Linked DNA regions of Hermetia illucens: region 2 is linked to region 1. A link is a contact called in public Hi-C data. All regions are on one chromosome and are shown on one strand. Each heading gives the region's core, a stretch centred on a gene start, on an enhancer-like site or on the middle of the called end of the contact. The rest is flanking DNA. Distances are from core to core; before and after follow the strand shown.

What was found. Hi-C and Micro-C count contacts between places; a contact is called where the count stands out from the background.
Region 2: a Hi-C map of an unstated tissue shows a contact between it and region 1, with 8 times the contacts expected there. The contact joins the promoter of LOC119654523 here to the promoter of LOC119655021 in region 1. A contact is called at or near these places in 2 of 2 Hi-C or Micro-C datasets (an unstated tissue and whole body).

The regions. Positions count from the first base shown.
Region 1 is chr4:69,768,544-69,774,852 of iHerIll2.2.curated.20191125, reverse strand. LOC119655021 (biogenesis of lysosome-related organelles complex 1 subunit 1) reads right to left here and starts at 2,747. Exons shown (of 4, transcript XM_038060695.1): 1 at 2,587-2,747; 2 at 2,448-2,520. The coding sequence starts at 2,647.
Region 2 is chr4:70,109,380-70,115,688 of iHerIll2.2.curated.20191125, reverse strand. LOC119654523 reads left to right here and starts at 3,680. Exons shown (of 5, transcript XM_038059965.1): 1 at 3,680-3,885. The coding sequence starts at 3,860. LOC119654525 (a long non-coding RNA gene) reads left to right here and starts at 4,829. Exons shown (of 3, transcript XR_005249826.1): 1 at 4,829-4,843; 2 at 5,481-5,821; 3 at 5,871-5,928.

The DNA.
Region 1 (6,309 bases), core at 1,498-3,997:
AAGGATTTTTTAATAATTAAAAAAAAGCTACTGAATGAATCGCAATTATCCTAGTTTGCGGACCGTAGAAATATGTTCTGAATTAGTCGTGAAAATTTCAAAGAATTTCGTTGGATAGATTTTGGGTTATGGTGGCAGCAGATTTTCAATATGTAGTTTCGAGAAAAACGCACTTAAAAAGTAGAGTGTGATTTTTAGCCTTGGCCTTCATTCGGATCGATAAATATGCGCTTTATTACAGCGATCATAAATCTGGCATGTGACTTATAACTGTAATTTCTGAACAACTCCGAATATCAAAAAATCATATATTCTAAAACTCTATATAGATACAATTAATGAAAAACAAATCGAAATACTCCAGGAACTAGTGCGCGAACTTGGCCAGTGCCCAATTGGAGTAGTTCCTAGACGAGGTCGCCTAGGTGATCGCCGAAACAATCGTATTATTCGCTCGATAAGCTTTTCCTATTCTGGTACTATTGCCATGCTTACCCATATAGCCAAAAGGAGTTTCACGCATTCACTTATCCATAGGTAAAAACTTGTTGATTTCACCAATATATTGGCAAGTCCGGCAGCTTGTCAAATAAAGCTGATCCGGTTTTCGTTATATCTCGCTCAGGGTAAGGGCAAAGCAATTTGAAATCGTACGCACCCGTTCTCATTTCATTTTTTGGGGAATAGGAGGGAGTGTGGTAGCTGCATAGGATCTATTTGTGGTTCAAAGTGTGATGTTGGTATTCAAGGAAGCGTCCTCTCGTCCCCACTATACAGATGTTTTCCTAACATCCTAGCAAAACTAGATCTCGGACAACATTTCCATAAGTGAACTGCGATTAAATTTGAATAAAACAGATTTTTCGTTTTTGACGGCGAACTCTAATGCAACAAGCACTATTGCTGCCAACAATATCCACAACCGGCGTTCTTAGTAATCGACGCCAAAAAGCATCATACCGTTCACGAGCAATTACAGAATGTAAAGTTGAGAATTAAGGAGGAACTTCCGAATTCTGTTCCCATTGTAAAAGGAAATAATAAGATATGTGCTGCGGTACACTTGCCGAAATTTCGCCTCGGAAGACATAACAAGAATAAACCAAGCCCAAAACACAAAAAGAATGACTGTGTGCACGCGGAGTGAGAGAGCTGTCAAATGAAGTTCATTACACGGACTTGTCTAAAGCAATAACCCAGTATATGCCTATTGGCAGTACTCACACTAAAATGCCTCGACTTGCAAATAGATTACGGAATCTTATCCGTACACATGATCGGTGCTAAAGGACAAACTATAAACTTCGTCTGGGTTGGTAAGAGAGAGATGAAAAGAATCTCAGGGGTGGCACTAATGCCAAATATATAGCCAACAGTAGTTTCACGTATTCACTTATCTATAGATAAAAACGTATCACTCTCACCTACCCATTGGCAAGTCCGGGCAGCATGTCAAACACAGCTGATCCGGTTTTCGTTATATCTCGCTAATGCTCAAGGGCAAAGCCACAGTAGATCTACTATAGGCAGTACGCTTACAAAAATGACCCCACTTGCAAATGTGCTTGCAGAAGCTTATCTGTACACATCAGAGACGCTAAACAAGGAAAAGGCACAATCTTCGTCAAATCGTATTGGTAAGAGAGAGATCGGTAAGCTTCTGCTATTCTGATACTACGGCATGGTCACCCATATAGCAAAAAGTTGTTTCACGTATTCACTTTTACATAAGCAAAAACTTGCCAATCTCACCAATACATTGGCAAGTCCGGGCGGTATGTCAAACACAGCTGATCGGGTTTTCGGTACATCTCGCTCATGCTCAAGGGCAAAACAATTTGAAATCGTGTGTACTCGCATTGACTTCCCCCCTTGAGGGGCAAGGGGGAGTGAGGTAGCTGTCTAGTATCTAACTGTGGGCAAAGCAATTTGAAATCGTGCGTACTTGCACTGATTTCCCTTCTTGAGTGTGGTAGCTGTCTAGTATCTACCTGGGACAATACGTAACAAGTCAGACACGCAATGCGGCATTAATTTGAATGAATTCGTTTTCAGACGTACCGAAGGCGCTATTTGCGCTAATTATTGTCAATTGCATTGGTCCCATCGCTTCCATTCATAAAAATTGAATTTAGTGCCTATCGCAGTCCTCAAAACGAATTCATGTGAATTAACTACATTTAAAAGTAACAGCAGGATGCGAAGAACGCCGCCAAATCTGCAGAACGAACCTTACCGACGTAGAGCGAACTTTGCCGACCTTAAATATTCAGTATGCGTTCTGCATCTTCTCTCGTCCGCACTCCGCACGCGCCGTAATTGTTTCCCGCTTAATTTTGTTGCGGCCGAGTTTTGTATATTTGATTATCTGGTTTTTTTTATCATCAACGTTGCGTTCGAATTGTGATCTAATTGTCATTGATAAGAGTGTATTTCAAATAACCTACCCCACATTTAAATGGTCTACCAATGCTTGAGTTAGCTCGTTTGCGGCCTCCACAGTCTCCTTCCGTCTACTTTCTGGAAAAAATGTACATATTGTAGATATGGTTAAATCCACCAAGTAATTTCTCTGATATCGGGCACCTTGTTCTTCTTTTCTTCGTGATTGTTTGAGTTGGTGTTCCTTTACCATAGAGGACAGCATTTCAACTTCACTAACTTCCGCAACCCAACCACAAATCCAGAGAGCTTAATAATACATCTCGATATTGACGTCTCCTATTCTACCCGCGTTCCATATCGTTCTCGCGCCACCCACGACCGCGGTCATTACCGTTCCATTTGATTTTGACCTTTTTGATTCAAAATGTCACTGCAGGCTGAACTATCATTGCATTTTCAAAATATTTTTAACGAACTCAATTAATTGCATTAAGCAACTTTGTGATTTTATCTTTTCTAGAATCAAATTATGCCGAATTTTCATTCATCATTATTCCACTGACAAGAGTTGTCCCTTGATGCCGTACCGGCCGCTAAATAGTACACGGCTCCTTCCTACAATGGACCACAGGTTGAAACTATCCCGCTACCAAGCTCTCTCCTGCCCCCAGAAAAGGGAAATCTCAATTTCAAATTGCTTTGCCCTTGAGTTTGAGCGAGATTCTCGTTGTGCACGCATTTCATGAAAGAAAATATCGTATTTTAATTTAATTTAATTTTTCTTTCAATCAAATATGGCTGACATGTTCTTTCCATCTCTCTTACCAATACGATTTGATGAAGATTATGCCTTGTTTAGGGCGTGCGTGTACGGATAAGCTTCCGCAATGCATTTATAAGTCGGGGCATTTTAGTGTGGGTACTGCCTATTAGATATACTGTACGAGAAGTCTGATGAAAATGAGAATATAGAAGAATTTTTTGTGAATGTAGTAGATTCTATTGATGATCAAGATGATTGTATACAAAATGTGAATATAGTGAAGTCAAAGATAAGAGTTGCGTTTAAAATTGGTACTGATAAGTCTGAGGTTATTTGCTTCAGAAACCCCAGTGGGGAGCGCCACTTGTGAACAGTGCCAGAAAGTAAAAACCTGCGCATTGCCAACCACACGCTCAAGCCGAAACCAACCATTAAATACCTGGGAATCTCCCTCAACAACAAACTCAAATCCAACCCTCACGCTAGATCTGCTATCGCCAAGGCCTCAGCCGCCTTAGAAAACCTCCTCTCATCCCGGACCCTGTCCCCTGCCACCAAAACCCTTTTATACAAAATTCTCATTCGTCCAATCCTGACCTACGGTTTCCCAGCATGGGCTACCATGTCACCGAACATAGCAGAAGCTCTCCAACGCTTTGAAAGGACGATATTCAGGAAATGCACGGCCAAATACAGAAGGCCAAACCTAAAATTTCACCAAAACTCTCTTCTGTACGACCCTTCGGGGATTTGCCCCATAATTCCGCACATGATCAAGTTGTCGCACGTCAGACTGAAAAATTGGCTGTCCCACCCTAACCCGCTGATAAAAAATCTCGCTAAACGCAATGCACTATTACGCGAGCAGAGGTACTACGTGTCAGGGCTGACTCTCCTCTCGGACAGTAGCTCTCCTCTCGGACAGTAGCTCTCCTCTCAACCATCACGCCTCCCCTCCTTCCTTCATCCCCTCCTTTTATTAAAACTCCTCCCCGGAATTTCACAGAGGCTGAACGCGTAAGTTCAATGTTCTGGCAGTCAATCCCCGCGCAGGTGTAAATCACCTGCTATTATTTTTTCTTCACTTAGTCCATATTAAGACGATAGACACTAATTAGCCTGCACATAATGTAATATCTCCAAGCATTAATCTTTTCCCGAAATTGAGGTCCCTCCTTCTACCAATTAAGCCCCACAATATATGCCCCGCAATCCCACAGTCCTTTTCATCCCTCCCGCCTTGGGTCACTGTCCTCGCACAGGCCCAAATCGAGTAAAAGCCCTTTCTCAGAATGCTAACACCATTGAGAAAGGACTGCGCTTTACTCCAATTCCCCTAATCAATCCTGTCCACCGGTGCCTAAAAACCCCCTTTTTACTGTTTCCCAGTACGGAGTACTATTTTGTGTTATGTTTGTTTAGTTTGTTTAGTTGTAAGTTATAAATTATTCTTAGGTTTAAGCACATGTTATGTCAAATGAGCACTGACATGCACCACCTTTTCACTTTATACCATGTAACCGGCTAGGCCGGATATCTCCGTAGGTTAGCGTTACATACTTAATTAGTCACGCTTGAGCTTTTGAGTTATTATTCCTTTTATACCGCACATATATTTATTTTCTTTGCTCAATAAATAAATCTGAAATCTTTAAAATTGATACTGGGGCTGTGTGTAATATTATACCTATTAATGTATGTAGAAAATTAAATATATATTAAATATGTAGGAAATTATAATCGAAAAAAAATTAGAACGATTGGGAAGGGAAAGTAGTGGTCAAGTAGAACCCTGTAGACACATGCCTTTTAAAGTGATAAGTAAATTGAAAAATGAAATAAAAAGGATGGGAACAGCAGGAACCGTCACAAAGATTAAACAAGTGGAAATATCGGAAGTTCGCGCTTCGGGTATAAAGGTGTTGTGTTTATTTTATGTAAGAAATTTCAACGCACATTTTTCTATCCGTTTATAGCTGCAAATCCAACATATTCCTTCATATTTTTCCAAACAACAAAACGTACGTACATATTACAGACATATATGTTATGCTCACCCTAAACAAACAAACTGCCTATTTCCGAATACTGTACATATATATGCACGTATAATCGTAATCGTAAATCGTATGATCGTACCCATATTTCCGATTTACTTCGTGCACAAAAGCATACACATAGTACGTATATTAAATACGGCTGGTTTAATGTACAAATATATCTATCTGAATTAGACACGACCAGCAAACTTCATTAGCGCGCATTTACTATATACCTACATACACACATGTCTGTTTGGAGTAATTGATATTCATATACAAATGACTAAAAAGTGTTGTATTAACGAATTGATATGTGATGATGACGTCATACGGGTTACAGAGTGCATGAAATTCACAAAAAATGGCAAAATTTCACACCCTCTAACTTTGTTAATAATAGTTTGATTCTCTTCAAACTGACCAACTTGTGCATTATGTTCTTCTTTACAGCCATGCCAAATTTTATAATCCTAGAATAAACATAATGATGTCTGATGCGTCCCTAAGCGGGACACTCACATAGAAAACGTTCCGTGGATTCCGCTTCCTCATTACAGGATATACACGTATCATCTTGGATAATTCCTATTGTGAACATATGCCCAGCTAGTGAATTATGGCCAGTCAGAAAGCTCACAATACTTTTGCAAGTTTTCCTGCTTTTCGACAGTATAAACTTTGCAGTATGTTTGTTTGGTCCTGACAGGAAGACTTTAATCTGTCTAGGAGCATTAAAGCTTCGCCACCTGTCAATATGGGAAGCTTGTTCCCAGTTTTTGATACCAGCACCAGTCAATGCTATCGACACCCAATTGCTAGTTCCTATCCGAACATGGGGAAAGTTGAAGTCTCTTTTGTTAAAGCATCCAAGATTTCATTTCCACCCCAGAGTAAATCCACCATATTGAGTCTTGAAACAGCATTCAATCAGTTTCTACATCCCTGAACAATTTTTGAAGTGAGCAAGGAATTGATCAACGCCCTCAATGCAGCTTGACTGTCGCTACAGATTGCGATGCGCCTGCATTCAACCACTCGTCAATAATCCAGGTTGCCGCCTTTAGGATCACATACACTTCCTCCTGAAACTCCGTTGTGTACTGTCCCAAAGGAAAGGCC
Region 2 (6,309 bases), core at 2,431-4,930, 340 kb before region 1:
ATGTTTTTTTTTAATGTAAAAATGTAATGGCTACTTTCTCGAAACACTGCTACCCGTTTTTATGAATTTCAACGTATAACTAACTATATAGTTATCTGCAAAAGTTAATAGCAACATCCTATGCTTAGTATTAAGTATTCCAATATTTTACAACAACCCAGTATCAACATCTTATTTACGCCCTATACCTTCTCTTAACTACACAAAAATTGATATAGTTGATCAAATTGTGATTAAATTTCGTAACCAAAATTCCCTGTAAATAAATATAGAAAGAATTTGGAAAATTTAATTAACTGTGGGTAAAATTAGCAAAGCTAATAATCATAGTTATATTGAAGAAATTGAAAAGGGAATTATACTGACTTGAAATTTATATGGAGAAATACAGCCATTTTGTAACAAATTTTAACAACGTAACGTCATTATATCTTCACTTCCCGCTATAATGTTCACCAATTTACTAATTGATTGTTCTTGTATTTCAGATACAAAAGCAATCTCATGAAAGTGCATATAAATACACCGGCAGAGAAACTCGCAAATAAATTTAAAAAAGTCGGAAAACTGGAAGCTGGACGCTTTAGATATAAAAGGTTTTGTTTCCATATGTGAGGAACTTTGAGTGCATGGCAATTGCACTGGCAAAATAATGCAAAATTCAACTGTGTCAGCAGCTATTTATAGAAATAATTTGCTCTGATAATAACTAATTTCATACGCTTGACAGCAGCAGTTCAACATTATTAGCAAATATGAAGAAGTTCACCAAAAACACACAAACAAACAAGTCGGGATACCGGGAGCTGGGCGTGTTGGGGTATAAATGTTTTGGGTTAATCTTGTGTGAGAAACTCCCTGCCTCCCTGAATACAAAATATTCTACAATATTGCGCTAAACCAGATGATACACATATCAACATACATATCGCTGACATAAATACTGTGTTCATCATAAAAATAAACAATAAACGAACATTGTCTGCTACCGCATTGATAAATTGATCTAACGCATCTTCAGGCACTCCTTGCACAAATGCGCGTACGTAAACTAGAAACCGCTGGTAACCAGGCAAGCTTTATTACACATACATATACGAGTACATACACATGTCTGCCTCGAGTAATTGATACTGATATGCAAATAATGTGTGGGGACCTCCTCTCCAAACTTAACCTAAAATGGTGTTAATCGCTACATATAATGGGACACACAGACCACATAATTGGTCCAGATGTCTCCGAGTAAATTGGGTGTGACAAACCGACAGACGGACAGACAGACATTGAATCGATTTTAATAAGGTTTTGTTTCACACAAAACCATAAAAAGGACTCACTTAATAGCAGCAAAGGGTAAAGGTAAGTAAATTCTTTATATATTCGACTTTTTTTACTCGAATGTCAATTATTCTCGTTAACTATGACGTCAGCATCTTATTTGCATGGCTTAAGATGCAGTAAATTCGGAGCAAACTAATAGCCGGATTCTCATGAAACTTTGCAGTGTTGAACGCGATACTGTTCCCTAGGTTGCTGCAATTTAGTAAAACTAGGATGAACCTAAGAGGGGTTATCCGGTCCAATCCTAAAAGCTGGTAATAATTTATTATTAAGTTTATTTAAACAGATCTCCTAATGAGACATATTTTGGGGACTAGACTTCGTACAAGCGCATGGCCCTGATTTTTGAGTTACGTTTTCCACCCATAAAATAAGATATTAATAATCAGATGCAATTGAATAGATAGATAAAAGAACATTTAAAAGAGGTGTTAAATTTAAGATTTAATTCAATTAATATTATAAGTTGAAGGAAGATGCTTAAGAATGGAATTTCTTTAATAAAACGAATAAATTCTAATTTTTAAGTTTTTCCTCTTAACCTTGAATAGAACTTATAATCACTTGCGTCTACGATTATTTGCGTTGCACCAGCTTATTAGCGATTTTAAGTGGAAAGTATTCAATGGCATTGTGGATTTTTTTGGCATGGCATCTCTAAAATTTTTTTAGCCAACTTAATTAATAGCAGCAGGAAATTCCGAGTTGAGATTCTTTATTTATTATAATCATTTTTATGACTTCGTCTCTTCCAGAACCATATAATGCTAAGTTTCCATTCAATGCTTTTATCCACTGACAAGTGAACTGTCAATTGTCAGCGACTAGTCAGAACTATGATAGGCAAATGCGGGGCCGGCTGTCCTCGGTCAAATCCACCATTTTGCTAATTTATGGACCTAATATGATGGAATTGACAGGCTCTCAAATCACCATTTAGCATATCAAGCCATCCTTGTTGTTGGTTTATTCTCAATCGACTTCCATTCTCAAACCAATCTTCGCAGATGAGTTCCCGCCAGTGCGAATGGCATGTCCATATGATCGAAAAAGCCTCAATTGCAGTGTTCCTTGCAAAGTCATATCTGTCAGATATGTGAAATCCCTCAATAAGAGTTGAATGCGACTGCCTACAATAAGCGTTTGTCGTATCTGCTAGTTTCGTTAAACTTCTACTAAGTGGGTCATCCCACTTAAGAAGAAATGAATAAAGACTCTAATGCATTTTTTAGAATTTTTTTCACCATAGATTTATTAATATCTTGACCTCTCTCTACCCGGAGCGGCGTGACCGGTGGTATTTGGCTCGTTTATATTGAATTCAAAATCCGCCAAGGGTATGAATTGTAACGACCGAAATCGCGTTGTTAGAACCTAAACTGGTTTAAGCTTATAGAGATGAAAATTTTTCTTTGAGATGAGTTGTCTTGAGCCTACCATCTACTTGATAGCGGGCCGCACATATTTGAGAAGGAACTTATTTCTGCTATTCAGTGCGCGGACTACTCTTTCGTGGGCAAGTGCCCAGTACTTTTAAAAATGATAATATTCGCTATGCGGTTTCGATATGTATTTAGACTTAATAACTTTTTACACTCCAAATGGTCGCAAATATCTTCGGAAACCTCAGGAACTGCTGGATCGGTTTTAATTATTGTTTTATGAGAATAATCACAACACAACATCGAAATTCGTTGGCACTAAGATCCTTTTTAGACGTTTTTGAATTGATATTTAATTTATTAGAAGCAGCCAAAATTCTACCTTTGAATAATTTCGTTAGTTCTAGTTCGGGTCATAACTATATACAGTGAGCAAAAGTGAAATGCGGACACGGCCGTACGAAATATTTAAATGATAAAATTTTAGTGACAAAAGTTACTTCAAAAGGCGATTTCGTTAAAAAGCTATTTTTAAAATGCTGTCTCTATTTTCGAATTAGGCATCGAAATTATTTCCTTCCAGAACCGCCCACTAAAAAGAGAAAAGTTATTAATATTATTTATTAATTTGGTGCGTTCATGTTACGTTTATGCTCTTTATCGAACATAATCGTGATCCAATTTGCTAATAATAAATTCTAGTCATGATTTCATTTTTGGTCGCAGAACCAACAAATCTGTGACTATCTTATCAAATTGGAATTTTAAAATCGAATATCTCTCAGATGTTTCTGTCGATTTTCATAGATATGGACTTTTTCATAGCAGAGATGTTTCCTACAAATCTTAATCTATAACTCTCCTTTAGCCATGATAGTTCCAGTGATACCGGATATTTATTAATTTTCACTACACATTGTATCAGTCCAAGTGACGTTATCATCAATTTGACGTTTCGTATTGATATTACCTTGTCTAGTCTGTGTACACTGCCTTTAACCTAAGTGTCAATCCGGGAAAGCGTCGATGTAATCCATGTTCTTGCTATATATGTCAAATAAGCTACGGCATTGATATTAGGCTGCCGGGGCCAAAACAAGTTAACGGATAATATAAGCGGGCATAAAGAAGAGATGGAAGAGCCTTGTGAGTTGAGTTGGTGAGTATTTACGTTGAGTGTTCGGTAGAGTTAGCTTTATATATAATTCTACAGAAAGGCAACTAAAGCCGATCTTATTTGCTCCCTGATTTCTCTATTTACTAATCTGTGATTTTGCATGTCTAGATTCGTGAAACATACGCGGTTTTCGTCACCAAGTTGTGATTCGCCAAATAAGACTGCACACTATGAATGCGAGTTCTGAAGAATTCTTGCAAACAAACGCGTACCGTTTGAGATTTGTGTCTAATCGCGAGTATTCTGTCGGATTTCGATCGCCTTCGCATGGCGATGAAATGTCAAATCAGCTGAAGAGTATCTCCTAAATAATTACCTCCTCAAAATCCCTTTTTGGCAGTAAACTCACAAGCCAAAGGTAACGACTTTGGTGGTGCTTGTCCGTACACATCGCGAGACTCGAGTGATATCGGACACAGCTTATAGCTTCGTCTCATAAATGCTCGCGAAGGCTCCTGTCCCGTTCGATTTTCATCGTGATCGAAGTGACAATTTGACAGTTTTGTAATTTCCAGGAGTCGCAACTCGAAACTCCCTGTTGCACCTAATTCAGTTTCCTAAAAGCTTTTTGAACATACCACGGCAGTTGCGTGGAATGCCATCAAACTTGATCCATGGAATGGAACGGTATCCTCCGCGTTTGTGGTCTTTCCGATCTCCGAATGCTTAAGGCCCAAATACAACAGCAGAGTAACTGCGTATTTCCGTAGTGAGAGAGCTGTCAAATGAAGTTCATTACACGGACTTGTATGAAGCAATATACAAGTTCGATGCGCAATGCCGCACGCAGAAAAGTTCGGAAAGCTTTTGCGATGCGTGAGAGAGAGTTTGTTGCGTCATTTGCAATATGGTGGCGCTTTTCGTTTTTTGGCTGTTACTTTTGAATGTAATTAATTTACATGAATTCGTTGTGAGAACTGTGGAAGGCACTAATTGAATTGTAAATGCCACGGGAAATTGACAGTTATACATTTTTATGGGTTGCCATGCCAATGAAGTCTCCTCGGTAGAGTTGTGACGTCTCACAACATGGCGCGGGCTATTCAGTCTGTTTGAATTTGCTTGAAATTTCAATTGCTGATAGACATTTTTCCAAAACGGTTTTTGAGAGTTTTGTTAGGTTGCACCATACAAGTAATTTCTGTCATTAGTGAAAATATGGCGGGGAGCCTATTGTGTAAAATATTAGAATGGGCGTTTGTTTTTTTAGATTTTTTATTGTGTTGGTGGGTGCGAATCGCGGATCGTTTTCGATAAAAAAGGTTAGGGCTGCCGCTCCTCATTTTGGAGCCAATCAATTTTGAGAAAAAGTTAATTGCATGCATGTTAATTGAATTCTACGGTGGTGCTTTGAAACGTTTTATTCAATTTCAAATCAAGAGGTGACAAATTTTCACATTCCGCCACCCCATATTTTGCGATTTTAATCTTTCGAATATCCCCAAACGACAACCCTGTTATCCAAAATTTACGACTTAAAAATGAAGTGCGACAACCCGCAACCATTCCGGAAAACCCTATTTACCAAATGTTGATCAAAATAACGGCGGTCAAATGTTCCAAAATTATCTTTTAAGCATTTAGGCCGAGCGCAGACTAGGTCCAGTGCAGACTAAAAGCGTAGCGGAATGTAGCGCAGCGTAGCGTATATTATTCAATGAGCGTAAGGTCACTTGAGTGTAAAATTGTCAAAAAGAAGAGAACCGGCATACATGAAACTACTAACTTACGGGAAAAAAGTTACCCAAATAACTTTTTAAATATGCCAGAATGTCTCTAAACCATTTGGTTACATACTGACGATTATTGAAGGAGATATTAGAAAGCAAAAAACAAACTTTCGTGAACCAATTTCACCAGAAGAAAGATGTAACTTTAAGGGGACAACCCGGTTTTGCGCCGAGGTGCACCAATTCAGGTAGGGTTTACCTCGTCTTCTTTTTCTATCATAGATGTTGCTCTTATAGGTTTTCGTGGCTGGATCATCCTCATTCATACGGACCGCCCACCGCAACCTGTTGAGCGGTATTTTATCCACAACCGTCGTGTTATCGTTCATATATTTCATCGTTATGTAGGCTACGGAATTGTCTATGTAGGGGGCCAAAATTCTTCGGAGGATTCTTCTCTCGAACGCGGCGAAGAGTTCGCAATTTTTCTTGCTAAGAACCCAAGTCTCCGAGGAATACATAAGGACTGGCAAGATCGTAGTCTTATCCAGTAATTTAATTTTACATTACATAAATGTACACATAAATTAAAGTGATAATATTAATAATTGTCAACATTTTAAACCGTATCTATATTAGAAGCGGAATCATCAAAAGAAACCCAAGAAGAGTGTGATAGTGCAGGTGTTGAGACCTGTTCTGAGTGTTTCAGAATCACATTTCGTATATCTAGTTT